6 separate regions of the Mus musculus genome follow, and all the other regions are linked to region 5. The links are chromatin contacts, called in public Hi-C, HiCAR-type and promoter capture Hi-C maps. All regions are on one chromosome and are shown on one strand. The core of a region is the stretch at or near the end of the contact, and the rest is flanking DNA. Distances in the headings are between cores, read along the strand shown. Region 1 has its middle 23 kb from the start of Rasgrf1. Region 2 holds the start of Morf4l1 (mortality factor 4 like 1). Region 3 holds the start of Ankrd34c (ankyrin repeat domain 34C). Region 4 overlaps 4930524O08Rik (RIKEN cDNA 4930524O08 gene). Region 5 holds the start of Tbx18 (T-box18). Region 6 holds the start of 4930524O08Rik (RIKEN cDNA 4930524O08 gene).

Region 1 (4,733 bases), core at 1,743-4,242, 2.2 Mb before region 5:
ACATAAGTAGTCTAATATGGCTTTTGTTGTTTAACTTGTTAAGGCAGGATATGGGAAGCAGGCTCCTCAGACAGCAAGGAGTAGTTTGTAGCAAAGGGTTTCATTAACTCCACTCCCTCCCTGCCACAGGTCCTTTGCCAAGAGCTTGTGCTTGATTCACATCATAGCTTCCTTTGTCTTTCCCCACAAGACTAAATAACCACTTTGTATCCTGTAGGCCTTGATGTATGTGAGGTCTTCTTGGATCACTCTTGACAGAACTATCTGCCTGCTTCCCTTATTCTTCCCCCATATTTGTTGCTTTTATTATACATGTTAGAATTTGAAATAATTTTATGGCTTTCTTATATTAGTCAGGTTTTACTGAGGGAACAGAAGTGATAGAACATATAGCTGTATTATTGGCTTTATTAAATTAGCTTCTAGGATGCTGTCTGAGTAGCCCAATGGCTGCCTCACACTGGAGAGGCCGCAAACCCATAGTTATTCTGGATGTCTCAGCAGCCCAATGTGGTGCTGAAGGCCTGGAGAATTCCTGTAGATCAGCTAGTCCTATGAGCCCATGTGTATGCAGAGGCAAGAGAAAGACATGTGGAGTCCTGTTCTCTCTCTCTCTCTCTCTCTCTCTCTCTCTCTCTCTCTCTCTCTCTCTCTCTCTCTCTCTCTCTCTCTCCCTCCCTCCCTCCTTCTTATTCTCTTGAGACAGAGTTTCTCACTGAACCTGGAAATAACTTCTTAGCAGCTAGCCAGACCCAGTGGTCTTGTCTCTGTCACTGAAAGCACTGGGGTTATGGGCATGTATGACCATGATTGGTTCTGTATGTGAGTGTCAAGGGGACTCATACTCAGGTCCCCTTGCTTGCAATATCTCCATCTCTCCCTCTCTCTCTCTCTCTCTTTCTCTCTCTCTCTCTCCCTCTCTACCTCTACCACCTCTACCTCTCTACCCCTATCTCTCTATCTTTATCTATCTAGCTATCTATTTATCTATCTATAACTTAGCTACTCAAATATAAACTCTGAGGAGACAGGAATCATCTCTGTTCATCAGGAGTAGGTGGACATTTATACTGGTAGGCTATTTGGTTGATGAGATAACATTATATAAGGGGCTAAGGCTCTCTTTGAAACTGAGATGACTGAGACTCTGAAATAGCACTTCAAATTGTTTTTAAAAGATTGTGTGTGTGTGTGTGTGTGTGTGTGTGTGTGTACTCCATCTCTTTACTTTCACCACAGGGATCAAACTCAGGCTTAGTGACAAGCACCTTTACCTATTGACCCATCTCACAGGCCCTGCAGTTTCAGCTGTGAGAGCAATCTGGGTGTGCCCAGGTGTATCTCTTGAGAGGCAATCTCAGCCCATTGCTGCATTGGTGATGGAGCTCATAGGTGCTTAGCTGTGCTATGCTATATGGTAGCAGGTGGACTCCCTGCTGCTCACTCCGAGTTTCTATAACCGGAGACTCAAATTCTCCTTTGTGATTTACATACTCCAGGTATACACTGCAGGCCAGATACACAATCGCTCTATTTCCTGTGAGATAGAATGATCTAAGCCAGTCAACTTGACTATGATATATAGCATTTGCTTCAATCAGGACTGAGATTTAGGTTCTGGTAGTCTTGAGACTTGAGCTTACCAGGAAAGTGTTATGGTAGAATGGGACGCTGCCCTAAGTGGGCAGGGGTTATAGCTGACCCGCACAGGACTTTTGTGTAACTTGGATAAAAGAGCCTTTGGGTATGTGCAGCACTGTCCCTGAACATCCAGCTTGTCAGGTAGAGAACTGGCTGGATATCAGTCCCTTCCTGTTTGTTTGGCTGAATGTCTGGTAAACAACACTAATTTTAGTGTCCAGTGACCCTGAGTGGTATTTAAGGCTGGGGACCTTTTTCCTTGTGTTGATAATTGGAGCCTGTGCTGGTTAGTTTTTGTTAACTTGATACAAACTGAGGTCAGCTGAAATGATGGAACCCATTGAATAACAGCCTTCATCAGCTTGGTCTATGAGACGTTTTCTTGATCGATGAATGGCGTGATCCATTGCACTGTGAGCAGTACCTCCTCTGTGCAGGTGAACTGGCTTGTCTCTGAGAAAGTCCTGTGGGGGACAAACCAGCCAATAGCATTTCTCCCTGGCCTTTGCTCATGCTCCTGCCTCTACTCTTGCTTGAGTTCCATCCCCGACTTCTCTTGGTGGTAGACTGTTACCTGTAAGTGTGTGCCGAGTAAACCCTCTCCTCACCTAAACTGTTCTTGGTCCAAGTGTTTTATGACAGTGATAGAAACCAAACTAGAACAGACCTTGTCTGCTGGTCCTCCCTATAGCCCTTCATTACATTTTTTCAGACACAGCATGACTTCAGGGGCCAAGGAGCTTGAGAGAGAGTTACATCCGTCAGTTGACTGGTAGATACCAGCTAGCAAGTCAGATACCCAGTGTACAATGGTGAGTGTGACTTAGTCTTTTCAGTCTCCTTGAGGCTGGAGGGCACAGGAGAGGATCTTGGGATATATAGAGGACCATGAGGGACATCCCCCCTCACCCCAGGGTACAGGACAGTCAGTCTCTCAGGAGAAGGCAAAGCAGGGAGCCTGTTGGTAGGGGGTGGGAGCTGAGTGGCCTGCTGTTGCAGGCTGGGGAGGGAATCTGTGAGTTGGATGGTTCCAGCAGGCAGGCAAGGCTGACAGAAGTAGAGAGGAGGTCTGTCCATGCCGATGGTGGCAGAGATGGTGGCAGAAGAGATGGTTGCAGAGGCCAGTGAGAAAGGTTTCTCAACATGTATCAATTGACCCATCAAGAGCTGGCTCTGATCTGAAGCAAAAAAAAAAAAAAAAAAAAAAAAAAAAAAAAAAAAGGACTCAGTAGGCTGGCCCAAGCCCGGAAGGGGCAGGTGGTAATGAGGTCTGCTTTGTGGGAGGGAGCCTGCACAGCCTGTTTCTAACACTCAGCCCACACAGCACCAGGCACACGCTTGTGCATGCTGAGCCCTGCAACTTGCAGGGTGCGCTCTTCAGATGGTGCTGCACAGCTCTCTACCCATGCACGCAGCAAGGAAAGGCCCTGTTCTTAGCCCGGAAGGTGCAGGATTTCCTGAGCTTCACCAGCCTCTTACTGTCTCAACCCAGACTTCTTCAAAGCGTTCTGTGCCCACTGTTCTGCCAGGTGGCCAGGACAGCCGGGTTTTGGCTAGCTGCTCTTGGTGTCTCTCCAGGATTCAGTTTCTCCAGCAGGGCACAGGGCTGGATTCCAAGGATGGAAACCATCAGCGTTTAAGGTCTGGTCTCAGAAGCACTTGGATTTCTTAGGTCCATGCAAAACTCATGACCTAGCAAGTTCAAGCCCAGCTCAGAATGAAGAAGAGGCGGCACTTGCCACTAGGTCCCCAGTTGGTAGCATTGTGAGGGGTCTTGCTGTGTTGCTGAGGGTGGGCTTTGAGTGTTTATAGTCTTGACCCACTTCCAGAACACTCTCTCTGCTTTCTCTGTGTGATTGTACTCTTTCGGCTTCCTTCTCTGGCAGCTGGCTGTCATGCCTACCTTGCCATTATAGACTATCTTTCTGGAACCATAAGCCAAAATGATCTTTCTTCTGTGGGTCTCTTTTGGTCATGGCATTTAATCCTAGCAATCAGAAGTAGCTGAAGTAGCTGCTACAGTTGGTGGCAACTTTGTTTAGAAACAAAGGTTCCGCAGAACCAGGAAACTGCAGAGTTGGGGTTCAAGATCGTATAATGCCAAGTCCACATCTTCAAGTTGGGCTCCTCCCTTCAGATCAGAGTGGTGCAGAGCCTTCCATATCACACCCTGGCTCTCCTCAGAAGCATGATACCAGCCCGAGTTCAGGCAGCTTACTGGCAAGGCAATGAAACCTCTCTGCTTGGATCCCGGGTTATCCCCAACTTTCCCACCCAGTAGTGTGTCTGGCTGCAAAGAGCTGTGTTTAAATTGTGTGGAAATAATCCTAGTACTTTAGAGGCAAAGGCAAGGGGATCACTAGTTCTCGTCTAGCCTGGGCTACAGAGAAAGACTTGGTCTCAAAAAAGAGCACTCACCCTTCGCATATGTCCATATGTGCACAATCCTTCCTCCCACATTTGTGGTAGAGTGTAGCTTTGGTAGCTGCAAAGAAACATATGGCCTAGTCTTCATTCCCTGTGTAGGTCCCTCCCATAATGACTAGAGAGTGGCCCCACATTTGTTCAAGTACAGGGACCATTAGCAAACCTGGGCAGGCAGAGGCTTAATGAGAAGGAGGAAGGGGATTATGATGATGATGACAACGATGATGATGATGACGATGACGATGAGGAGGAGGAGGAGGCAGAGGAGGAGTCGGTGGTGGTAAGGGAGGAGACCATTTGGTTAGAGATAAACCATTTGGGAGATCCCTTCATAAGTTCCTTTGTTGTGTATGGCAAAGTGTCTTTTTCTTATAGCCTTAAATGTAACATTATCAGGAAGTCCAGGTTCTCTCTCTCTCTCTCTCTCTCTCTCTCTCTCTCTCTCTCTCTCTCTCTCTCTCTCTCTCTCCCTCCCTCCCTCCCTCCCTCCCTCCCTCCCTCCCTCTCTCTCTCTCTCTCTCTCTCCCTCCCTCCCTCCCTCCCTCCTTCCCTCCCTCCAGTAAGCTTACAAGAAACCCTAAGAGCAGGACAGATCAAGGGCTCTCTGTAACTAGTGTGAGCTGGAAGACCTACCACACCCAGGGAGGCTCTGACGCTGCTAATCT
Region 2 (4,588 bases), core at 1,722-4,221, 2.4 Mb before region 5:
TGTGTGTGTGTGTGTGTGTGTGTGTGTGTGTGTGTGTGTGTGTGAATAAGAGTCACTGTTTCCTTCTACCATATGGAACCTGAGACTAGAGCTCTGGTCAAAAGGCTTGGTGGCAAGACTTTACCCTCTGGACTGTCTCGCTAGCCCTATCTTTGTTTGTTTGTTTATAATTTTGTGTATAAGTGTTTGCCCTCAAGTGTATTTGTGTACCACATGTGTTCCTAGTGCCATGGAGGCCAGAAGAGGACATTAGATCCCCTGATACAGGAGTTACAGGCAGTTGTAGCAGCCAGGTGGGTTCTGGGGATTGAACCCAGGTCCTCTACAAGAGCAAGTAGCTCTTTTAACTGCTGAGTCATCTCTTCAGCCCCACTATCTTCATTATAAAGGAAACACTAAATTTTAGCTTGAGTATGGAGAAAACAATTGTGCTCATGGGCTTCTAGATTAAGCTCTTCTGATCTAATTTTAAAATGGCACAACAAATAATGACTCTTGTCTTGCAGTCCTGAAGGCTTGAGTTTCAGAAGGTGAGAGGAGAGAACCAACTCCACATAGCCTCCCTCTGCCTCACATGGGGGCTGGGGCACTTGTGCAGATACACACAGCATGCACACAGAATATGTTTAAAAAGAGGGAGGGGCGTGCACAGCTGGAACTGGAGTTTCCCTGAGGTGCCCTGTGAGTGATGGGAATTGAACCCAGGCCCTGAACTAGTGCTCTTGATTAGCCATCTCTTCAGTCCTCATAATGAAATCTTTTTTTAAAAGATTTATTTATTATTTATTTTTATATGTAAGTACACTGTAGCTGTCTCCAGACACACCAGGAGAAGGCGTCAGATGTCATTAAGGATGGTAGTGAGCCACCATGTGGTTGCTGAGATTTGAATTCCGGACCTTTGGAAGAGCAGTCAGTGCTCTTAACCACTGAGCCATCTCTCCAGCCCATAATGAAATCTTTCTAAACGACCATAAACATATTTTTGTTGAGCTGACTCCACGGATAAAAGGACCAGTTGCTAAGGTTAATGGCCTCAGTTCTATACCCAGAACCCAGATGATAGGAGTGAACTGACTCTTGCAAGTTGTCTTCTGACCTCCAACAGCTGCATAACACACAATAAATAAATTTTAAAATTTGTTATTAAGGTATAATGTAGATATGGTAAAGATTATTAATTTATGTGTATGTTTGGACATGCCCCAAAATTCACGTAATCATAAAAGATCTAAAAACCAAGATTCCTTAGTGCCCTTTTTTTTTTCTTCTTGTACTTAACAGGACTTTATTGGTTCAACAATGAACAGCAAAGGAAACATTAACTATCACTCTGGGGGCGACATCATGGAGACATCAAAGTTACCCGTGGAAAAGTACCTCTTTCATATTTATCTCCCTCTACCCACCCTGGACATCCAATTGAACGCTGTCCTGATTTTTTCTTTTTTTTCTTTTTGGTTTTTCGAGACAGGGTTTCTCTGTGTAGTCCTGGCTGTCCTGGAACTCACTCTGTAGACCAGGCTGGCCTCAAACTCAGAAATCTGCCTGCCTCTCAAGTGATGGGATTAAAGGCATGTGCCACCACTGCCTGGCTGCTGTCCTGATTTTGAATCAATGATGAAAATGTTCACTCTTATACCTAGCTTCTTCTGCACAACATACTTCTGTTGATTTAAAATCAGAGAGTGGAAATAACATGTGTGGCAAGGATGTGGGAAAACAGGTATCCTCAACTTGCTGGTTGAAATGTAACCTGAGAAAACTTTTCACAAAGTAGTTTAAAGTACATCAGAACCAGGTTTGGTGGTGCATACCTCTAAATCCAGCACTTGGGAGGCAGAGGCAGGTAAATGTTTGAGTTTTGGCTAGCCTGGTCTACAGAGCTAGTTCCAGGACAGCCAGGGCTACACAGAGAAACTTGGTCTCAAAAAAAAAAAAAAAAAAAAAAATAACTGAAAAAAAAATAGAGACAGAGTTTCAGGAGCTAGACACTGTGAGTTCATGGTCCTCTCAGTCTATATAGCCAGTTCCAGGCAAGCCAGGGTTAAATATATTTAGTAAGACTCTGTTGAAAAGAGAAAAGGCTTTGACATAAAGGTTTGCCTAGGATAATTAGGTAGCTACAAAGTGTGGAAGGGCTTCAAATATCAGGGTGACTGTTTTCTGACTTATCTCCCTAATTAACAGCTCTGATCCTTTGTGTGCAATTCATGTAATTTAGTGGGTACAGGGGTACAGTGTTATTTCACAGCAGAGTACATTAAGGAGTTTTTGAACATAGGAACAATGTGAAGAGAGGTTTTGTTGTTGTTGTGGGTTGGGTTTTTTTTTTTTTGAGTATACATCCAATACTACCCCAAAGAAATAAGATGGCAAAAGATGGTACAAAGGGGTTAAGTATGGAACCTTGACTTTGACAGCAATCCAGGTTTGCCCCCTTTAGTGAGACTAAGTACTTCAAGAGTCAGAAGCTGCAATCTACAAATAGTCATGGGAACCGGACCCCCACCCCCTCCCAACCCCCAACTCCCTCAAACAGGGCATGGCTTTCTAGACACCGAAGCTTCTGGAGAGGATCACCTTCTCACTCGCATCTAGCTTCATTTCTGGCTTCCAGCGCTCTCCTAGGCCAAGTCCTGGTGATGCCGTGGAACTCAGGCTGCAGAGACAGTCCTGTCCTCAGGCCACTTCAACACCCCACCACATTTACCTGGCTTCATTTCCTATCTAAGCATCTGCCCCCCTTGAGTTTTTCCCATCCTTTCGTCACTAGCTAGTGATTTACTTATTCCTTCCTCTTTGTCACCTACAGAAAATAAAAATCTGGGTTTTAACAAGCCTCTGGGGTCTGGATACTTAGAGGGCTGGGGTTGGGGACAGGGGCGGTGGTGGATCGCGGGCGTGGGGGGGGGGCAATTGTCTCCCACTCCCCTCCCCCACCCTGCTGGCGTCATCCGAGGTCGAACTACCAATCCCGGCATGCCTCTGGGCGGCACGGGCGCAGGCTTGTGTGCGTAGCGGTTAGCCGTTGGCTGAGGCGGCGGCTGCGCGGGTCGCGGTGCTGTGAGGTCAGGCGGCGCTGGCAAATCGCGCCCAGGATGTAGAGCTGGCTGTGGCCGACGGCGCGTCTGACGCTGAGTTGGGTGGGGTAGAGAGTAGGGGGCGGTAGTCGGGGGTGGTGGGAGAAGGAGGAGGCGGCGAATCACTTATAAATGGCGCCCAAGCAGGACCCTAAGCCGAAATTCCAGGAGGGTGAGTGTGCCGCTTTGGGGAGAGGCATCTAACGGTGCACGGGAGAGAGGCTGACTCAGGGCGCTGGAGGTTTGGGGGTCGGGGTCGGCGGGGCTTGCGGCCGGGGGAAACCGTGCAGGCCTTGCTTTGTAAGGGGGAAAGGCGCACTGCGGAGGGTAATCTCAGTGCGTCATCCGCGACAGTGCTCGGTGGCGCGAAAGCGAGCCCCCGGCCACGGCCAGGGCCGAGGGCATCTCCGTGCGTGTGGCAGAGCCTCGGCGCTTGTTTGTTTGTTTTTCCGAGAGCGGAGAAAGTCTATTGAAGGGAGGTGCCCGGCGGGCGGGTGAGCGATGGCGACGGCGACGGTTGGGAGGTGATGTGGCGTGGGGGAGGGGAGCAGCGGCAGCGCATCCTCCCCGCTTAGCTCTCGGCCGCGGGCCGCGCGGGCGACTGTGGGCCGAAGGTTCGAGGCTGTTGGACAAACGAGCGGCTCTGTCTCGGCGTTGTGTGGAGTTCTGCTGTTGGGAGGACAGGGGATGGGGGGTGGGCTGTGCGCCCCGCGGCGGGAGAACTGCGTTGTAAGATGGCCGCGGCAAGATGGCCGCGCCATCATGGCTGCCGGCGTCTCGCAGCTTACACGCAGCTTCGGGCCAGATGCAGCGCCCCCTGGCACGGCGATCACGCGCAGACCAGTTCCTCCTCTTGCCTCTGAGTGATGGGTGGGGACAGAAAAAAAAATAAAACTGGAGCCGCCCGAGCGAGTTCCTAGGCTTGCTGTTGCCTGAGGGCATCGTTTTGCTGTTTTTGGAGCTGTGCGCCAGGGCCCTTTAAGTACTCTGTGCTCTGCCGAGCGGTTCTCGTGGAAACAGTTTTTAGTTCCTCCTTAGGGCGTTTCCATCTTGAGATGCATGGCCTCTTTGTCATTTTTAAATACAGTAGTTGCTTGACTGGTTGTAGTAGTATTCGATTTTAATGGCGATTTGAAAGCTAACGCTTATTAGTTGGCTTTGACTGAGAACGTTGCTGATGAACGGTTACTGCTAATGGAAAGCAGTTACTCGGTTCTCACAACTCATCTGTCGAGGTGATTTACTGATATACTAAAGGAAATAAAACTATAAGCATAAAAAGGAACACTTTAAACTTGTTACTGCCAGATACGGCCGTCTGTGTTTATCATCATACATGCTGGGTCCAGGCGCTTGCGTAACTCCTGTTCTAGGATGTTTAACCAGTAAAGTGCCAGACTTTTAAAAGTCTCAAGTTCCAAATCGAAACGTTTTAATTAATCGATGTACAAGGACAGGCGGATCTCTGAGTTTGAGGCCATTCTGGTCTACTTAGAGCTTTTCAG
Region 3 (4,707 bases), core at 370-2,869, 2.0 Mb before region 5:
ACTCTCAATGAATAGATAACCATGTTAATAATTGAAATGTTTCTGAGGGGGAAACTGGAATGTTGGCAGAATCATCCTTTTAGGTTGGTATCACTCAATGAATGATCAGCTATCTCTAACAAGCACCATTTTATTCATAGGAGTGGAATAAACTACCCTTATGTAAATAAACAATTTGAATGCAGCAGTATGCTTGCACAAAAAGAACAGACTATGCAAGTAGAGTTTGCAGACCCTAGCCCTAACCCCTAACCCTACAGCAACACTGTCAAGTAGCATGCTAAATCAGGGGATGAAAAAATGGATTTTTCAGGGGTGATGTGGAATAATTGGCTTCTAACCTCTGCATTACTCCTTTGCACAAATATAATAGTTACAAACCATGAAAACATTTAGGGAAAGAAACACTGTTGAGATTCTGGGGTAGAAAGTCTCACTTAGCAAGATGGGAAATGTAGAAGTGACTATACTAACTTTTACTGGGATTAAGGGGACTCCATAAACAGAACTCAAGTCATTAAAAAATTATGGGGACTGAATGGAAACTTCCATGTGTAGTACTATGGCACTGCTGACTAATAAAAGCACAGTAGGAAATAATATCGATCCATTTAAAAGATCAGTAACATTGATAGCTATCTAGTAAGTTTGGTTTTAAAATAAGTAAAAGAGAAGTGATAGACAATTTCAACAGAAAGTATTAGGAAAGCAAAGAGGATTTTTTTGGAACAGTGTCAGAGACATACATACATACATACATACATACATACATACATACATACATAAAAATAGCAAGACAATACTTTGAAACTTTGTGCTGGAACGTTGAACATATAAATGAGATAATTTTCAAGAAATATAGAAATCACTAAAATTATGTCAAGAAGTAGGACATTTTGGGGTAGGGTAAATCAATGCTATGTGTGCATGAAATTTAGAAGAAAATTCAACTTACCTCTAGGAAGCTGACTAGTGGGGAAAGGAGTCTACAGGGCTCAGTGGAAGGAGGCACCCACTTGCTAAAACCGTACTCTGCTTTGAATAATATGCAGTAGCTATGAATTAATTTAGTTAAAAGATAACTAAAAATTGTTTAGTGTTGACTCCATGGGAAGTCATAGAAGTAGGAAGGAGGTGGGTTAAAGGTTGGAGTTGATGCAATCCAGAAGTAGCCATGTGGAGCCACCACACACACACACACACACACACACACACACACACACACACACACACACAATCAGATTCTCTCATTGTGGACTGTCATCCTGAGATCTCAAGTTTATCAAGGAAATCTGAAATAGGCAGAGCCATAGGAAAAGCAAAGCAGACACGAGTTTGAATCCCTACCGGTGACAAGACTTTGGAAAGGTCCGTTCAAATCTCCAGACCCCAAGGAATAGACTCTTCACTTGCGCAAATACACCAGGGGCTCAAAGGCTCCTGCCAAGTTGTTAAGCAAGTCTGATTTCAAGGAGAACTAGGGACAAGGGGGAGGGGCAGCGGCTCCTTTCCCCACAGGGGCAGGTAGGCACCTCCCCCACCCTCACTGCCCCCTCCTTTCAGCTTCCTCGCTCACACCCACCCACACAGCCCTCTCTGTTCCCGGCTGGAGAGCCTTTCTCGGGCGCCAGCGGGCAGCAGTGGAGCCAGCCAGCAGAAGCCAAGCTGCAGGACTGGGCTGCGCAGGAGCTCTGCAGCTAGAAGCTGCAGTCTAGGGAGCATCCTCACATTTCTTTAATACTTCTTTCTCTTATTAAATACTTCTTTCTCCTTGGCCACCACAAGTTGGAAGATCAGGGTGATTCGAATAATTGGCACAGAGGTTTCATTTGTGGCCCTTGAAGAAGTTCTGAGCAAGTCATTCAACGGCATCCACGAAGACAGGGCTAGTTCAGCTTCTGGCTCTGCTTCAGACAGGCAGAGCCCTCCTGGAGCCAACCTGAAGCCGCAGGAGGAGGTGCTGTGGAAGTGATGGCTCTGTCCAAGTCCTGGACCAAGGTAGCATCTCTGGGTAAGCAGGTAAGCCCCCCCCCCACGGGTTAAGTGCACCTCAAAGGCTTTCTGCTGGTCACCTAGGTGAGTCTAGAGTCTCCCCAGAAGTAAGTCTGCGTTTTCTAGCCAGGGCAGGAGGCGGGGCTGGTAGGAGAGAGCCTGTTTTTATCACAGGAAATTGTGGGAGACTGGAATGAAAGGATTTAATGTAAAATATATATATTTGCATTAACGCGTGGGGATGACATGCGTAGGAGCCAGGGACTTTTGTAGGAAATGGTTGCAGATTGGGGCAGGCTGTTGGGCGTCTGGGTTTTTATAGGAACTAAAACTGGAGCAAAGCCTTACGTTTTTTGCATAAACCTGTGGGGAGTGGGCAAAGACAAGGTGTGATTCTGAAAATGTGCACAAAATTGTAAAGTGTATGTGTCTGAGAATTTCTGAGAAATGATGGGAGGAGCATTTACGGCTCTGACTTCAATTGACTCCGCCACCCCACCCCCACCCATAATCAGTCCTCAGGAAGGGACCCAAAGACACTGATAGCAATGGATTCCCATACACCAGGCGCAGCCACACCCCGGGTTTCAGCACTTCGGACAGAGCCCTTTCCCACCTCCACCCCTGCAGCTTTAAGCCAGAGGCGCTGTTTAGTTCCTCCGCAGTTACCTCTGCATGGTGGGCGGTGACTCCCTGGGTTTGGCAAAACGGGGCTCTTGAACCGAAAAGACGAATATTTGTGAAGTTCAGTTTTTAATCGGCTTCTAACTGCTTCCTGTGACTACAGAAGGAAGGGGCGGAGTGCAAAGGTATCTTTCCAAGGTTCCGCGAATGCTGCAGCTAAACGAAGTGGCCTCCTCTGTTTGGGAGGGTGTATCCAAACTTTCCAAAGTACTTATCTTTTATAAGTCGCTTACCGCATGCCAACACCCGGTGCCAAATGCTCTATATAGATTGTATAATTTTATATACCATAATAGTTCCATTTCTATGCTATTTTTATTCCCATTTTTCAGTCGAGAAATGAAGCAAGAGTGACTAAGAGGCTTGTCCAAGTTTATACAAACAGGGACTGTTACAGCAGACTGAATCTTAAACTCCACCCCAGCCTGCACAAGTGGAACCATAAGCCTGAGCTAAGTCCCTTTGTGCAACAGCTCTGAAGTGGGGGTTAGCGTGGACAGAATGAGATCAGACTTGTAGTGCTGTGTCTTTGGACAAAGTTACTGAATATGTTTTAATTAAGGACCAGTGTTTGGGACTGCAGCTCAGTTGGTAGGATGTTTGCCCAGCATGCTGAAAACCCTGTGTAAGACTCTCAGAATCTGTAAAACCAGGCATGGAGCCTGCATGACTGCAATCTAATACTCTGAAGGGGAAGGCAGGAGGACCAGAAGTTCAAAGCTATCCTCCCTTACATGTGATTTTGAGGACATTAAGATATATAAGATCCTGTTTCAAAAATAAATAATGAATAAAAAAATGTTAGCATTAGGATAGTGGTTCCCTGACAGAATCAATCTCTCTCTCTCTCTCTCTCTCTCTCTCTCTCTCTCTCTCTCTCTCTCTCTCTTTCTCTCAGTGTGTGTGTGTGTTCATGTTCATTGGATTTTAATTGTGGTTGGTGGAATTAGTGAGGACAGAACAGGAGGTGTAAATGACAGTCATGCACAATACTATTATACTTGGGTTCAGAGCAGGGCAAGGCCCCATGGATGGGATGTGTGACAAGAGTACTACAGTGTAGTAACCATTTGGGATTTTTAAAGCAGGACTTCTTGCAGGACCTTCACATATTGCCTACCATTTGATCCTTATAACAATACTGTGAAGTAGTCAGGACTTGGAGTTATTCTACTCATTTGGCAGAAGTATCCTGGGTCTGAATTCCAGTGCCTTATGTACCTACCTAGCAACAGAGCTGAAATTCTAGACAGCTCTTTGGCATCTTTGTTTTGTAGCCCTCCTGCCTAGGACTGGTACTTCCTTAGGAGTGTGGATTTTGGTAATTTCAGCACTAAACATATTTAGATAGTATTAACATGTGACTTATAAACTAACTTTGAATCAACCTAATACATTTATATTAGTTATATTCTATTTTGGTTCAAATGATCTCAAAACCATCTTTAAAGAGTCACAAGATACCAGGCTTGTATTCAGTAGTAGTTGAAAAAGTAAAGGGGAAACAAGATGAAACTATATCCAGAAACAAATGACTATAAAATGTTTATTAAAAAGTCCTAGAAGCCTGCTTTGGGTCATTTAGAGCAAAATTTACCTAAGCCATTTCAGTAAGGCATTACTAATTGTAAAGATATTCACAAATAGTCTATAGACATTTTCCTTTTGCATAATCTCTCTCAGATTATTAAAATATCTGCTTATATGACAAATGAGCGATGATAACTGGAAAATTGTTGGACCTGAGACTGAAGAGAGTAGCCATGAAGTAAATGATATTCTGACATCACATCTTTACCAAAGCAATTTATGATGACTCACATGATCATATGCACCTTAAGCTTTCTGGGGAGAAAAGCCTCTGCATTTATTGTCTTATTTGAGACTTCTAACAACTTTGAAGAGGTCAGCAGTAGGAAGGGTGAGAAATGGCAAAGCAATGGCATGGTGGCCTTTTGCTTTTGTGCAAACCCCTGACCTATATGACCCAGATAAGTCACAAATGTATGAATGGCTCTAGTTGTAAGACTA
Region 4 (4,827 bases), core at 1,009-3,508, 2.1 Mb before region 5:
ATACCGTGACAAAGAGGAACTTACAGAAGTAAGAGTTTATTTTAGTTTACAGTTCCAGAGAGATCAGATGCTTGGCATTAGTGAGAGAGATGGAGGAAGGCTCAGGAATCGGAGAGATCACATCTCCATCCGTACCTAGAGATCAGAGATAGGGAGCTGGAAGTGGGGAGAAACTATGAGCTCTCAAAGCCTGTCTGCAATAACTCTCTTTCTCCAGCAAAACTGTATATATCCCCACACACAGCGCCACTAACTGGGGACTAAGTGTTCAAACATCTGAGACTGTGGAGGACATCTCTCAGTCAAATGGCCTCACTAGAGGAAATAGCCACTCACCAATGTCCCTTCCAAAATTGAAGTATTGGACTTACTGGTTAATGGGATTGTATTGAGAGGTAGGGCCTTTAAGAAGTGATTCATGAGGCTCTGCCCTTATGAATGGGGCTCTGCCCTTATGGAAGGGGCTGAGGCTATTATAAAGAGGCTCCTTGCAACATCTGCTCAGTTGCCATTCTGTCTTCTATCATGTGAATATGGAGCAAAAGGACACTCATCAGACACCAGGCCAATATCTTGACTTCTGACATTTTGGCTTTTAGAACTAGGCACAGTATATTTCTGTTGTTTATAAACATGCACCCTTAGGTATTGTGCTATATATCAGGACAAATGAATTTAGTAAGGGGCCCCGTGGGGAGCTATTATCAGATTTTCCTTGGGCTTAGCTTCCGTGATGCTTTTTCTCCAAGGCTAATTTATAAAACTATTTGGAGGTTCATCTCACCATGTTGACCTAATGAGAAGTCCTCTATTGGCTGGGTCATTAAATTTAGCCTAATAAGAGAGGGCATGGGCTTGCTTGTCTGGGCTGCCCTCATCCAGTAGTGAGCTCAGCATTCCTGGAAGTAAGCAAGTAGAAGCTAATGTAGCTCTGGAGAACAACAGTATGGAGAGGGAAGTTTGAAGTTCTGAAGGATACAGTTGGATCAAATGCCTTTGCAGGGCTCATTTGTTAAAGATACAGGATGAAAAAGGCACCCTGAGAGTTGCCCTAGAAATCTCTCTTTTCTTTCCACATTGAAGTTTGATGAGAGGGTCTGGGTCAGAGAGATATGCATGGTTTGAGTCTCTCCTTCCAGAGTGCCAGAAGGAGAATATAATGTCATGTTTCTGTAGATGCAAGTTGTCCTATGTGAGGAGGCACAGACCCCATGAGTCTCTGTCAAACTGACGTATGACTTGGCATTCCTGAGCAAAGGGTAGACACATGGAGGAAAGACAGGGTTTTTAATCCTCATGCATGGGCTTGAGAACTGCATCTCCCTACCTGGGCTGGGTTGCTTTAGACAGCTGTGAAACTTGTGGGTCTGAGATATGTAGGTTCCAAATGGAGGGTGGTCCAGTAGGATTACTGTGGGGTGTAGAACAGGCAGGTATGTGAAGAGATCAATAGCTAGTAGTTGTGGTGGTGGTGGTGGTGATGATGATGGGGGCACTTGAACATACACACTATTTTTATTGGTTATCACAAAATGCATGACCCTTGACCCACTCAAAAAACTTCCATCAGGGTTTGAATTGTAAAGGACTCTAGAAGGCCGGTGGTGAGCTTCCAAGTAAGGGATGTGACCCTCTGGCCACATCCAATTATGGCCAGTAAGGCATACAGGGACATAGTTAACCATGTTGGCCAGGGCTGGAGGAACCTTAGGACATCTGTTGAAGAGGTTCAGATTTCCTGGGGACAGGAGATAGTTTCAGAAGTGAAAGAGTACTGATGACAAGGAGGTAGGGTTTTTTTTGGGGGGGGGGGCAGTTGGACAAAAAGCCCCTGGTAGGAGGATGGTGAGGTGGCTCAGTGAGTAGAAGTACTTACCACCAAGCATGACAGCCTAAGTTCAGTCCTTGAGATCCACATGGCGGGAAGGGAGAACTAATTCCTGCAAGTTGTCCTCCCCTCCCCCATGTGTAAATAAACGTACACTCACTGTGGATTCCATTCCTCCCTGCTCCCTGTAGGTTTTGGATGCTTGCCACCTCTATTGTGTGCAGCTCCCACTCACAAAATCAACTCAGGGCTAGAAGGGAGACCACAGAGATCCAGCGTGGTCCCCACCTCATGATGTTCATGGCTTTGCCGTTCTTGGTCTTTGAGGGAGAAGCCCGGGTTCTGCTTCTCACCCTAAAGATGTGGCAAAGGTGGCCCGCTGGCACTCTGTTGAGTGAGTGTTACATAAGACAGCATCTTAGCAGACCGAAGCCGGCTCTCTCTTTTGGGCTTTCTGGAGGTACCAGATTGTTGGAGACTCCCACATGGCAGGGAAGCACAGAAAGCTTCCAGAATTCAAGTGGCCTCCAGCCAATACCCGGCAAGAAACTAGGGTCCTCTGCCATATAGCCACATGGAAATGAATTGTGCTAATAACCCAAGTGAACTTAGAGTTGGACTCCTCCCCAGTCAAGCTCCATATAAGAATGCAGTCCAACCGGCACCTCCATTACATCCTGGCAAGACCCAGAACCCAGAACCCAGCTCAGCTGTGCCTGGACTCTTGCCCCACGGAAAGGGCGAGCTGGTAAATGTTTGCTTTTCAAACTGCTAAATTGCGATAATTTACTATGTAGCATAGAAAACTAATAATATCCGTTTCCAACATTAAGTATAGCTTTTATCCATTCAGTCTACTGTTCAATTTCCATTTTGTATTCTAACTAATATATTAACATATAATAAACTTATCCAGTGCCAACATTTTAGAATTGCGAAGGATTCATATGAAAGCATCTTCCCTTGTGCCTTGTTCTCAGTTACTCAGTTTCTCTCCCCGGGGCAACACGTGCCACCAGTTTCTTATTTATCTTTCCAGAAAATTCTCCCATCTGTGTGCAAATTCCACTCCATATGTAGCTCTCTCTGGCACTGACTGCACCTTCCTCCAAAGACTTCTCTGCCTTTGCTATTCAGGCTTGGAAATCAGTCTTTATCATTCCTGTCTTGTCTTTTGAAAAGATGGATGGTTAGTAATTTAGTGGCCAGTCTCCAGGTGATGGATTTTTTCAAGTGGTGTCTAATCTTTTTTTTTTTTTTTTTTTTAGCAAACAATATTGAAACAGGAGTTGGTGCCTTTGTGATGAGATGCAAGTCTGTTCTGCAGGCGAGATGGAATTTGGGAGTACTAAAGCAGATACCTATTTTAATATTGTTATTGCTTTTCTTCCATAAATTTGTAACAACATTCCTTTATAGCAGCTAAATAAGAGTCTGTTTCTTTTACTTTCATCAAGCAATAGCCATATTTTGGCCCCTTGACACACTATCAGGTAGAAGATATTTTGTTGGTGCTTTTAATTGGACACTGAGAACTTCCATGGATTAAGAAACTGTGTATTTTCTTCCACTAAGCTTGGTTCATATTCTTTACCCATTTTCTTAATTGCTTGTGGGTCTTTTATTTCATTTTGCCAGATTGATGTGTAGAGTGCTGTATCTATTAGAATAATTAGCTTTTTGTTTGGCATTTGAATTGCAAATTCTGTATTTTCCTCCGCCCGCTGCATTTTGATTTTGTTTATGACTCTTTGCAATGTTTATTCCTTCAAAGTCAAATTTGCCACTTTTCTCTCCTTCTCTTTCTCCTTCTCCTCTTCCCTCTCTCCCCTCTCTTTTCTCTCTCTTAGCTGCTGTTTTTTGCTGGACTTGAGTCATACTTATAAAGTCCTTCCCTACTCTGAGAAAAATAATAAAAATGTCCAATTATTACACTTCAAAAAATGTCAGTTAAATATAGTGCAAGAAAATTGGTCCCTTTGAGACCGACCAACAAAAGAACCTTTGCTGTGAGCCACGGAGAAAGGAGAAATTTCAACTTTGAAGTCAGAACATGAAGCTGCCTCTCTTCTGGGCAGAGACTAACAAAAGGTCAAAGAGATTCTAGCTTGGGTCAGCCTGACCCAAGCTCTGCCGCTACCCATATTGTATTCCAGTTCCTGGTCCTGACACCCAGAGGGCACAAAGCCCATGGTACCAGTGACAGTGTCCTCACCTGTAAAATGGGAGTGTCACTATACACTTCACCTTGCCAGCCTTGCAGAGTTGCTCTGAGGATCAAATGATACTAACAAACATGGAAAGGCCTGGACACCCTAACCCCTGGCACCCGTCCTTCATGAGTGTCTATGGCTTCTCTGGGTTTCCCAGCATACATATGCCTCACTCGGTTAACACCAATGAAGCCAACCCAGCTGGAAAGCCTCAAGCCATACCTCACATCTGTTCTCCATATCTTCCACAGCCAAGCAGCTCCAAGGCCCCCTGCCAGCACTCTCTGATGCCTCTTGTATCTGTTTTCCTTGTTCTCTTCTGACCATCCTGCCTTTGCTCTCTTTCTGTTCGGACCATTTCAGTCATGTCCCCAGGGACTAGCTGCTACTGGTCCTTTTTCTCCCTCACTCTGCTGTTCTGTGCCTGGCCTTGGAGAGGTTCTGGCTACACCTGGTTGGAACTAACTGACTTTTCTTTCCACCCACAGCTATCATTTGTCCTGGGGTACAGAACATTAGTTTATTTGGTGTAATAGGTTCTAGGTCAAGCAGGTGTGATTGTTTATGGCTCAAGCCGATCATGGAACTTGATGTTTCTTGCCAGTGACTGGTTTAAAGGTGGGCATGGGAGGCAATGTTAGCCAATTAGATTCGAGAGGAAGTCAATCAAATTCTGGAGAAGAGTTTCTTGCTCTGAAAAGGGGAGAATTATTTTCTACCACTGCATGTTGACTGGTCTGTATGTGACATTGGGGACTGTGGAAATAGGGCGAGTGTGGTCTAATA
Region 5 (4,300 bases), core at 1,413-3,912:
TAGGTAATACAATGGGAAAAGAGATTTTTCTCTCCCTGAGTTATAGGAACACACTCCCGGGTGACCAAGCATACACCAACACCTCTACAGGAGATCATAGGTGCGTGCAGACCAAGCCTTGCAAATGAGACTCCAGGATTTGGAGGTTCGGGGTGGGGCACGCCGAGTGGCAGTGCATTCGTCACTCTCTTGATTTGAACAGCAGGATTTGGCCTTTTCTTAAGCATACATTTGTTGCAACCGGGGGTGGGGGTGGGGACGGGGGGTGGGGTGGGGGGGGGGAGAAAGGCCTCGGGAAACTAAGGCTTCCGTAAAACCCCTTTCCTTGACTTCTCAGCGGACTGGGGTCTAGTTTCGCTATCCAGCCCGGGATGAGGTTCTCTGATAGTTTCCAAGGATTGCAGGTCGTGCTCTGTGTACACAGTTTGCAACCCAAGGGGGAACCAGTTTGTCCTTGGTCCTGGAGCTGGAGCGGGATTCAAGCAGTGGGACCAGTAGTAAGGGAGCTAGCGCCCTCATTCAAGCTAAGGGAGCTAGCGCCCTCATTCTGCCTCAAGAGCTCTGCGCATACTTGGACCCATAGCTACTACTTTTATTTTTGTTGTTAGTTTGTAATATTGTTTTCCAGTTTGTTTGTTATATGAACCCAAGTCAAATTTTGTACCCCGAGGCTCCAGCTGCCAGGGGTAACGTTGGAAGAAGACGCAGAGGGACAGCGGAGGGCTTGGGACCCTGTGCTCCTCAGGGTAGCCTAGAAGGCCTGTTTCAACATCCCAAACCAGTTTGAACTGTGCGGCATTTAAAGGGACAAGATCATAACTACAAAGTAGGCTTCCGGTCTGGAAATCCCTGCGGTTTCTTGGAATCAGCCGCCCAGCCTCCTCCTGCGGGCTGGTCGAGTATGCCAGAAACCTTTTAGTGACTCCACCCCCCCCCCCACCTCCGTCACAGAATTTATGAATCCCTTAGGCTGCAAGCCGGCCTTGCTCGGAGAACCGCTCCATTGGACCATCTATGAGGGCCCAGGGCTGGGGCTGGGCGCTCTAGCTCAATGGGCAACTGAAGATACGTAGCTTCACGCGGGAGCTTCACACAGGGCCTTGAGTTGTTTGCTTAAACTCTACAGACTTCGTCCTAGACTCTCCCTACTAACCCAGAACTTTCCAGGCTGCCTCTTCAAGCTTTCTGGTTGGCTCCCGCTTTAGGCCAAACTTCACTAACCGGGTTGAACTTATTCAGGATACCACATCACCCTACACTCTGATGAGTCTGCGAGAGCTTCTCCAGACAGCTTCAAGCCAGTAGGCTACACCGGCTCCCAGTGCCCCAAATAAAACAATGTCTTCCAATTGAACGCATTTTTCAGGCATTTAAAAATCTGCATCCACAGCAAAGATATTACCAAGTCCTTTCTGGCCCAGGCCTTGCAGGCGCCTCTAGGCACTCGCTGCTTGGTTCAATTTCTTCCCAGCACTCCAGTCCTGAAGGAACTGCAGGTTTCTCTATCTATGATTTAAAAACAAAACCCTCCTTCCGGGGTTGATGGTACTTTCAGAGGCCATTTTCCTGAATGCCGAGGAGAAGCCAGAAGAAAGCTAGGACTGCAGTGTTTAAATGAACATCGAATAAAGGAGGCAAAGCAAAATGAAACAAAACGAATCGTCCCTGGCCTATTTTATACTAAAGATTTGTGCACATAGTGAATTTTATTCTACAAGTGATTTTTTTTATTATCCCCATCAAACCCACATCCTGTTAATCCTAAGAAAATGTTGAGTTTAAACAACAGAACTGCACATACATGTTTGCGATCGTTCAATTCTAGAGTTCTGCTTTCTTTTGAATTTATTTTAAAGAAACACGCCGATTAAAAAAAAAAACCAATATGAATACGAAGCTACTTTTAACATACAGAACTTTCAAAAAACATACAGAAATTCATAAAACATGGTTTACTTTGTGAAGTTTTGAAGTTAAACCTATATCATTAAAGACAAACAGAATTAAAATCCCAGGACCTACGTTTTAAAATAATTAGTCCTAAATAAAAGGAGACACCTTTCCTGAATCGGTTATATGAAGGTCTGAGAGATATTACAATGATTAATTTTTAAATCTAAAAAATATCAAATATGCGTAAACTCATCTCACGTAAGAAAAAAATCTTCGGAGTAAGATTCAAGCCCGTGGTCATTCTCTCCATACAGTGGGCATCAATAGATGCAGGAATGTTTAAGTGAGAAACAACAAACTGTTGGCTGTAAGTTCCTGCCTCCTCCAAATGTACTTCTTAGCCCCATGGACAGGGATGAGAGACCGGAGATTTAAGGGTCCTTGAAAGATCCTCTATACTACTAGTTACGGATCTCTTTTCTCGGTTAAACCCTGAGGCTCAGCCTTTCCTGGTCCTGATAAGAAAAGCCTGAGAAGCGACTGGGTTGGCGGGTGTCAGCAAAAGAGGGTTCAGCTTTCTAGAGACTGGCAGAGACGAGCCAGATGGCGGCGCTTTTCGGTCTGAGATTTTCCGACCTTGTAAGGAAGTGGGCGCGGGCTGAGCGGAGTTAGATTCTCCTGATTGGTAAACCGTTTCGGTGATGGACAGCTCCATAGGACCCTCCCCCGCCGCTTTATTGACACTAATGAGCAAGTTCTTCCCACCGCTCTCCTGCCTTGAAGTGCTGACAGATCAAGGCAACAAATTTCAATTACAATCCCTAATTTGTGTCCGCAGAGTGTTTTTTTTTTCCCCGTGTTAGTCCTCTCGGGCTCATCAGTCGAGGCAGATCTTGGAGCAGCAGGAGGAGGTGGAGGGTTTGGGAGTCAAGAAGTGCATCATTGAACTCGAGGGAGAGACAGAGGGAAGGAAACTTGGCGGCCGCGTTCCTGCTTCCTCGGATCCCAACGCCAGAGAAAGAGGAAACGGCAAATTTGTTTTTGCCCGCAGCTAGGAAGGGGACAGATCTCGGGAGGCATCGGGAGCTGCGGAGCGTTTGGTGGGGGGCCAGGAGGGCGAGCGCGTGCGTGCGCCCCAGCCGCGAGTATATGAGAGAGGGGCGAGCGGGCTCGGGGAGGCGGGGATGGCGGAGAAGCGGAGGGGCTCACCGTGCAGCATGCTAAGCCTCAAGGCGCACGCCTTCTCTGTGGAGGCACTGATCGGCGCCGAGAAGCAGCAACAGCTTCAAAAGAAGCGGAGAAAGCTGGCCACGGAAGAGGCGGCGGGGGCGGTGGAAGACGCAGGCTGCAGCCGTAGCGGAGGCGCGGGGGAGCACGGCTGCTCGGAGGCCGACGAAGAAGCGGCTGCCCCGCCGCCGGCAGCCGGGGCGGCGTCCGGGCCAGCGCGGAGCTGCGCGGACGCGGAGCGGAGCTGTGGCTCCCGCGGAGCGGCGGGTGAGTCGATCGATCCCTTCCTGCCCCAGCGGCTTCCCGGTGCGTCTCCGCCCGGCTCCCGCGAACCTGAGCTTCGGTGAGGCAGCGCTAGCGCCCGCTCCTCCCGGGCCTCCGCCGCCGAGCCCCGGGGGCAGGCGTTGAGCCGTCGGCCCCGCACACCGTCCATCCGCGGCTCTCTGCCCGGCTCGGCGGGCTGCCGCCGTCCTCGCCTCTGCGCCGGGAGGGTTCGAGCCCAGGGCTGCCGCTGCTTTTCACTTCTCTAAGTTTTAGGGGCCCCCGGGGCGCGTGCGGGAGGGCGCGGGCTAAAAGCGCGGAAAAGGGCTCGGACGCCCAGAAGTTGGGTGCGCCAACCGGGGAGGCGGCGGCGAGCTCGCCCACACTCTCTGCCCTTCTGAACGCGGAGCGCTACTCCTCCGGAGCCCAGGGCGCCTCGGGGCGGGCTTTTAGCTCTCTTCTATCCGCTGTGCTGCGGGGCCCGGAGAGCCAGCAGCCCGGAGGATTGCCTGGAGCGGGGTTTGGGGAAGTTCTCAGAAAGTGCCTCGCGCGAGGCCCAGAGGCCCGGCGGCCTCCTGGGGCGGAGGGAGGAAGGGGTGACCGGAGCAGATCCCGGCAGCGGCCGCAGTGAGATCTGCGCCCAGGGACAGTGAGCTCGGGGACAGGTCTCAGGCCCACAAGGCGGGGCGCATGGGGAGTTTGCGGGCCTGGCTCTGGGACATAGGAACTCGGTGGGACCCTAAAGGCCTCAAGGCAACTCCGATCGCCCCGCGCGGCAGGACTGCGGGCAGCTGTCCTAGGGCCTGGCCCTGAGATGATCCTCAAGGCCGGATCGCCCCCTCACTGCTTCCCCGTCTCTACCCTCTGCTGTCCAGGCAGCTGTGAGGATGGCTTCCTGCAGGGCGCCTCCCCGTTGGCA
Region 6 (4,677 bases), core at 977-3,476, 2.1 Mb before region 5:
TCAGACTCCGTTGAAGGAAAAAACTACATGTTTTTGGTTTCTGTGGCTGTGTCCAGACACTTAATCTGAGAGTCTGAATTTGAGGGAGGCTGGAATAAACAAACGGTCACTGCCCTGTGGAGCCCAGAGCACCTGAATGGTGAGTACGTGCTCGGGCACTCTTGCCTGTTTTTCATGTGGTCTAGAAGAGATTGCTTCCCTCAGGGATCCAAATATCTAATGTAGAAGAAACCACACACCTTCTCAGGAATCTCCTTGTCACCTTGCCATGGTGAAGGCACAAATCCTGGGCAGCCTTCTGCCCTATGCAGTCACCAGGCTGGCCCCGGCTGTCTCTGGGAGGCTGACTCATGCCAAGGAAACAGATCTGGGAATGTCTACAGAGTTCCTGGTGGTAAGGATGAAGAACTGGGCATAAGTGGAGAGCCGGGACATGTGCAAACGGTGAGGCAGTCACTGAGCCGCTGGAAGAGTCTGGGGTGTCTGCTCAGCAGGTACCCACCAGTTCCTGCTTTTTATGTGAGGGTTCTCTAGAGAAACTGGGGAACGAAGTAATTTTATCCCTGAGAACATCTCTCTTAAACACCATGAACCTCATTGTACCCGACAAATGCAAGCTAGGGAAGAAAGGGTTCACAGGTCAACTACAACAGCAGCAGCTTGTCCCCTTACGTCCCTAAACAGAAACAGATAAAACATTAATTACGTGTAAGACAGTGCTTAGCCCTCTCTCTACCCATTCATTCCTGGACCTACCCCATAAATGGTGCCTCCTGCTTTCTACATGAGTTGGTCTTCCCAACTCAATTCACCCAATTACGAAACTCCTTCATAGCCCCAGGCCAACCTAATCTAAATAATTCCTCATTAAAACCTTCTTCCCAGCTCATTCTAGGTTGTCAGAGTCGACATCACAGTCATTTTCTTTACTTGTAAACAGTGATGGATAATTGGGACAAGCAGAGTAAATAGCAGCGTTACTCTGAGTGACAATCCCTGATGACTGTCTTGGCCTTGTGACAGTACTGTCTGAAGTGAACGACTTGGTTTTAACCCTTGTTGCCTGCAGAATTTTTCACGGAGGCTTCTCTAGATGTTGGAAGCTGCAGACATTTCTGGATTAGATCTGGGAAGCTTCTGGATGGTGGGTCTCCTCTGAGACTACCTAGACTAGCAATTTCCACATCCCAGCCAGAATCCCTGGATCAAAATCTTGTACGAAGCTCATTCTGTCTAAGGCTCGTGGTGGGTATAGGGCTCAGAGGCTCACAGGTGCTCCCTCTTGTGGGGCGGTCTGCAAGTAGCATTCTTCATCCGGGTGTCGGAGGAATATCCGTAAAACGTATTCCTTGGTGGAAGCCATGACTCAATTTAATGGGAGTGAAGATCACAGAGAAGAAAATTACCCAGAATGACTTAGGAACCCTTTGCTTTCTCCTGGCCTCAGTTTCCCTATCTGTATTTTGAGACTGCAGTCTTCCACGCTCTCAACATCCCAAGCACGTACTATATTAAAGCATGATGCGGGCGCCCCCTTGTGGTCAGAAAAGGCCTTGGCTGTTGGAGGAGTTGATGGCGTCTGTAGGTTTACGCAAATGGAGGCCCAAGACAGGCCTTCCTGTTTTCTGCTCGATTTAGTGCTCTGTCTCGAGGTTAGTCTCTTCTCTTGATTGATCCTCATATTCTCACATCGAGTGGAGCATCAGGAGGCCCAAAGAGACATGATGGACAATGTTCCCTTGGCGATGCCACTAACTGCGTGTGATTTTCGCCAGGGCCTTTTACCGGAAGCAGGCTTACATAACTGCAGTGATGGGGGATGGGCACTGTCAGCCTTCAACCTGGCATCTAGGAGGTCTGTGAAATCCCCTGAGGTCTAGGGAGCATTTGTGCAGACCAGCAGTTGTAGGAGACAAAGGTCCAGTGTTTTGTCTGCGTTTCTTGAGGTGGCTTTGCCGCTTTGAGTGCATTAGTGATAAAGCTTCAGGGGAGAGGCCTTACCTTCAGAACGCTCACATCGGGCTCCTTTTTGGTCACCAATACTGAGTAGACGTGCTTTAAAAGCCAAAGAAAAATGAAGAAAACAACAAACAAACAAACAAACAAACAACAAAAAAAGCCAAGTCCCCTAGATCAGAACTGACAACCAGGGCAAATGGTCTCAGCTCTGTATACCTCTGCCTGCTGGTTTTCCTGTCCTGTAATCCCAACGTGATCCCTGGGAACTCCAAAGACAGGAACTGACAACAGGCAGTCCTGGCGGGCTCTGTTAAGCTACAAGGATGGATGATGGCTGGCTTCAGTTTCTAGTCAGTTTCACACTGCCACGGAATCGGTGACCGGTTCTGTCTCCTTTTTGCAAATCATGAGTAGAGGTGGAAGAGGGAGGCTAAGTCACCACGGTTAGTTCACTTGATTCTCACAATAGCTCTGGGAAGTAGGCCTGTTATCACCATGTACTTACAGAAACTGAGTCTTGGAACTGGAGAGTGACTTATCGCATACCAGAAAAGGTGTTGATGGTGGGGCTGTGTGCGTGTCCATGTGAGTATATATGTGTATATATTTGTGTGTGTGTATATTTGCTTATGTGTTTGCATATATGTGGGTGTATGTATCTATGTGTGTGCATTTATGTATTGTGTATATATGTATATGTGTATATATTTATATATGTATGTATGAATGCATGTGTATATCTGTGTGTGGCATATTTTCCTCTAAGTTTTACTATGTAGTTTTTTAAAAAATTTAGCATATGTTACTTAGGCATGATAATGGGTTTTATTATGACAGTCTCTTACATATATAGCACGTATTTTACTCCTAGTCACCTCCATTACCCTTTCCTGTCACTTTGCCTCTCCTGCTGAGCCTTCCTCCCACCCCAGCTAGGCCCCACAATGTTACATTCATGTCTTCTTTACAAAGAGGAACTACTGAGTTTTGTTAGTGTTGCTTACAGAGACATGGCTGCAAAGGTGTTGTTACAGGAGAGCACACACCTTCACTGAAGACAATGTCTAGTCCTCTCCCAGACACCACGGAATCGCTGGGCTTTTAATTGTGATTTGCAGCTGGCCCATGTGGCACTCACAGGACTGACGAGGGGCACTCAGCACCTCAGGAGACATCATGCCCAACTGTTGGAGCCACTGGTGTGTCCACTAGAGCATTCTGAGCACGTCCCCAAGGTGTCTGACTGAGGTCCTTGTCCCAGTTTCTGGACTGAATTTCTGGCTGTATAGCAGTTTCGGACAACCCATAACTCTCCTCTTCAGTTTCTCATTTCCTGGTGACAGGATCTTATCTTGACATTCCCTGGCCCACACCTTGCTTTGATCTGTCACTGGGCTTGGCAAGTCACTCATGCAGAAGTCCACATGTCCTCTCTGTTCCTTACAAGGCCTGGAGACTGGCAGCTCTCCTGGCCCCCCCTCCCTGCACAATAACATAGGGCCACACCCACAGAACAGTTTATCAACACTGGGGCACCAGTGACTTCCCACCACTTACCTGATCCCCACCCCAAGTCTTCTGTATGAGGGTGTCCTGGATACGTGAGAAATTACCAAGCATTCAAATGTTATGCTTATCTTTGTCCTTGGGGTCTGAGAGGGCCAGGATCTCATGGACATCTTATATTCCCAGCTAGAACAAGGTCCTCCCATCCCACTTCTCCCTTTCTCTACCACACCAGTGAACACTATGGCTGGGTTCTGTGTTACTCTCTCTTCCCTAACCACCGTGGCCATCAAGTCTGCCTCTGTCCACACTGGACTGTTTGAGGCTGGTCCTCACTTGCCCGTGACATGGTCACCATCTCCTTCACTGTGTTACTGAAGTCCAAATATCCAGAATCTAGGCGTGGAGTGCATAGCATGCCCACTGTTCTGTGAATTCTCACTGTCATGGCCACTGAAAATCCCTACGCCTATTAAATAAGCGAATGCAAGGGTGGATTGACAAGACACTCCCCGCTGCTCTCAAGCCGTGTCCCGCCGTACTGAATACAGCTGCACTTGCTCCTTGGATATTATTACATGCAGAATTTCACCTCCATTCCCATTAAATACAATTCATTCATGCCTGTAAGCGCTTTATAGATAGCCTTCTTGACCCTCCCATCGATTTAGTGAGGGAGAGACCCAGGGAATGATTGACAGATGCTCAAAGCTCAAGCAACTTCTAGAGACAACCTTCCCAATGCCGTGGCCATTTAATAACAGTTCTTCATGTTGTGGTGACCCCCCCCCCCACCATAAAATTATTTTTTGTTGCTACTTCATAACTGTAATTTTGTTACTGTTATTAATCAGAATATAAAGATTTGATATACAGGTGGTCTTAGTTGACCTCTGTAAAAGGGTCTTTCAATTCCTCAAAGGTCATAACCCACAGGCTGAGAACCACTGCATTAAGGGGTGAAGCCGGGACACCATCCCAGGTAGGGTTAACTCAGAGCTGAAGCACAGAGCACAGTGTTCTGTGCTGTGCCCAACCACAGGGTATTTGCAGATGAGAGGCACCTGACTCCCAGTGCCTCATCCAAAGTACAATAGAGTCCAATTAGGGCACTCACCTTCCCCCCCCATCCCCCAGGTGTCAAACGTCTTTAATCAATAGGCTTCAGCTAGAGTTTAAAAGTTGGCTTCGGATCACCCTGGATGTATAATT

The links. Promoter capture Hi-C pulls out the DNA fragments that hold promoters and counts their contacts. Hi-C and Micro-C count contacts between places; a contact is called where the count stands out from the background. HiCAR-type assays count read pairs that join an accessible place to other places.
Region 1: a Hi-C map of cerebellar granule neurons shows a contact between it and region 5, with 5 times the contacts expected there. The contact joins the enhancer-like site here to the promoter of Tbx18 in region 5. A contact is called at or near these places in 3 of 39 promoter capture datasets (cranial neural crest, embryonic stem cells and hippocampal neurons), 1 of 15 datasets of contacts at CTCF or cohesin (stem cell-derived epiblast-like cells), 16 of 484 Hi-C or Micro-C datasets (cardiomyocytes, cerebellar granule neurons, cerebellum and 8 more) and 9 of 115 datasets of contacts at active chromatin or transcription factors (astrocytes, embryonic forebrain, embryonic hindbrain and 5 more).
Region 2: a contact with region 5 is called in a HiCAR-type map of astrocytes, with 4 times the contacts expected there. The contact joins the promoter of Morf4l1 here to the promoter of Tbx18 in region 5. A contact is called at or near these places in 2 of 39 promoter capture datasets (embryonic stem cells and hippocampal neurons) and 2 of 115 datasets of contacts at active chromatin or transcription factors (astrocytes and embryonic forebrain).
Region 3: a Hi-C map of embryonic stem cells shows a contact between it and region 5, with 5 times the contacts expected there. The contact joins the promoter of Ankrd34c here to the promoter of Tbx18 in region 5. A contact is called at or near these places in 1 of 39 promoter capture datasets (embryonic stem cells), 4 of 484 Hi-C or Micro-C datasets (all in embryonic stem cells) and 1 of 115 datasets of contacts at active chromatin or transcription factors (embryonic stem cells).
Region 4: a promoter capture Hi-C map of hippocampal neurons shows a contact between it and region 5, with 6 times the contacts expected there. The contact joins the enhancer-like site here to the promoter of Tbx18 in region 5. A contact is called at or near these places in 2 of 39 promoter capture datasets (embryonic stem cells and hippocampal neurons), 1 of 484 Hi-C or Micro-C datasets (embryonic stem cells), 2 of 115 datasets of contacts at active chromatin or transcription factors (embryonic midbrain and embryonic stem cells) and 1 of 9 other capture datasets (embryonic stem cells).
Region 6: a contact with region 5 is called in a promoter capture Hi-C map of hippocampal neurons, with 9 times the contacts expected there. The contact joins the promoter of 4930524O08Rik here to the promoter of Tbx18 in region 5. A contact is called at or near these places in 2 of 39 promoter capture datasets (hippocampal neurons and liver).

What each region holds. Positions count from the first base shown.
Region 1 is chr9:89,884,235-89,888,967 of GRCm38.p6, reverse strand. No RefSeq gene overlaps it. Among named protein-coding and RNA genes, the nearest start is that of Rasgrf1, 23 kb to the left of the region's middle. Within about 2 kb of position 2,992, at least 19 of the 459 cell types and tissues checked have an H3K27ac peak or open chromatin away from gene starts, as enhancers often do. A contact at or near this core is called in cerebellar granule neurons, cerebellum, cerebral cortex and 2 more, where this site is marked.
Region 2 is chr9:90,113,203-90,117,790 of GRCm38.p6, reverse strand. It overlaps Morf4l1 (mortality factor 4 like 1), which reads left to right and starts at 2,971. Exons shown (of 12, transcript NM_024431.3): 1 at 2,971-3,255. The coding sequence starts at 3,216.
Region 3 is chr9:89,735,387-89,740,093 of GRCm38.p6, reverse strand. Ankrd34c (ankyrin repeat domain 34C) reads left to right here and starts at 1,619. Exons shown (of 2, transcript NM_207260.2): 1 at 1,619-2,011.
Region 4 is chr9:89,848,197-89,853,023 of GRCm38.p6, reverse strand. All of the region lies in intron 3 of 4930524O08Rik (RIKEN cDNA 4930524O08 gene), which reads right to left. Among named protein-coding and RNA genes, the nearest start is that of 4930524O08Rik, 24 kb to the right of the region's middle. Within about 2 kb of position 2,258, at least 14 of the 459 cell types and tissues checked have an H3K27ac peak or open chromatin away from gene starts, as enhancers often do. A contact at or near this core is called in hippocampal neurons, where this site is marked.
Region 5 is chr9:87,729,622-87,733,921 of GRCm38.p6, reverse strand. Tbx18 (T-box18) reads left to right here and starts at 2,662. Exons shown (of 8, transcript NM_023814.4): 1 at 2,662-3,387; 2 at 4,257-4,300. The coding sequence starts at 3,078.
Region 6 is chr9:89,824,068-89,828,744 of GRCm38.p6, reverse strand. 4930524O08Rik (RIKEN cDNA 4930524O08 gene) reads right to left here and starts at 2,226. Exons shown (of 6, transcript NR_040735.1): 1 at 1,508-2,226.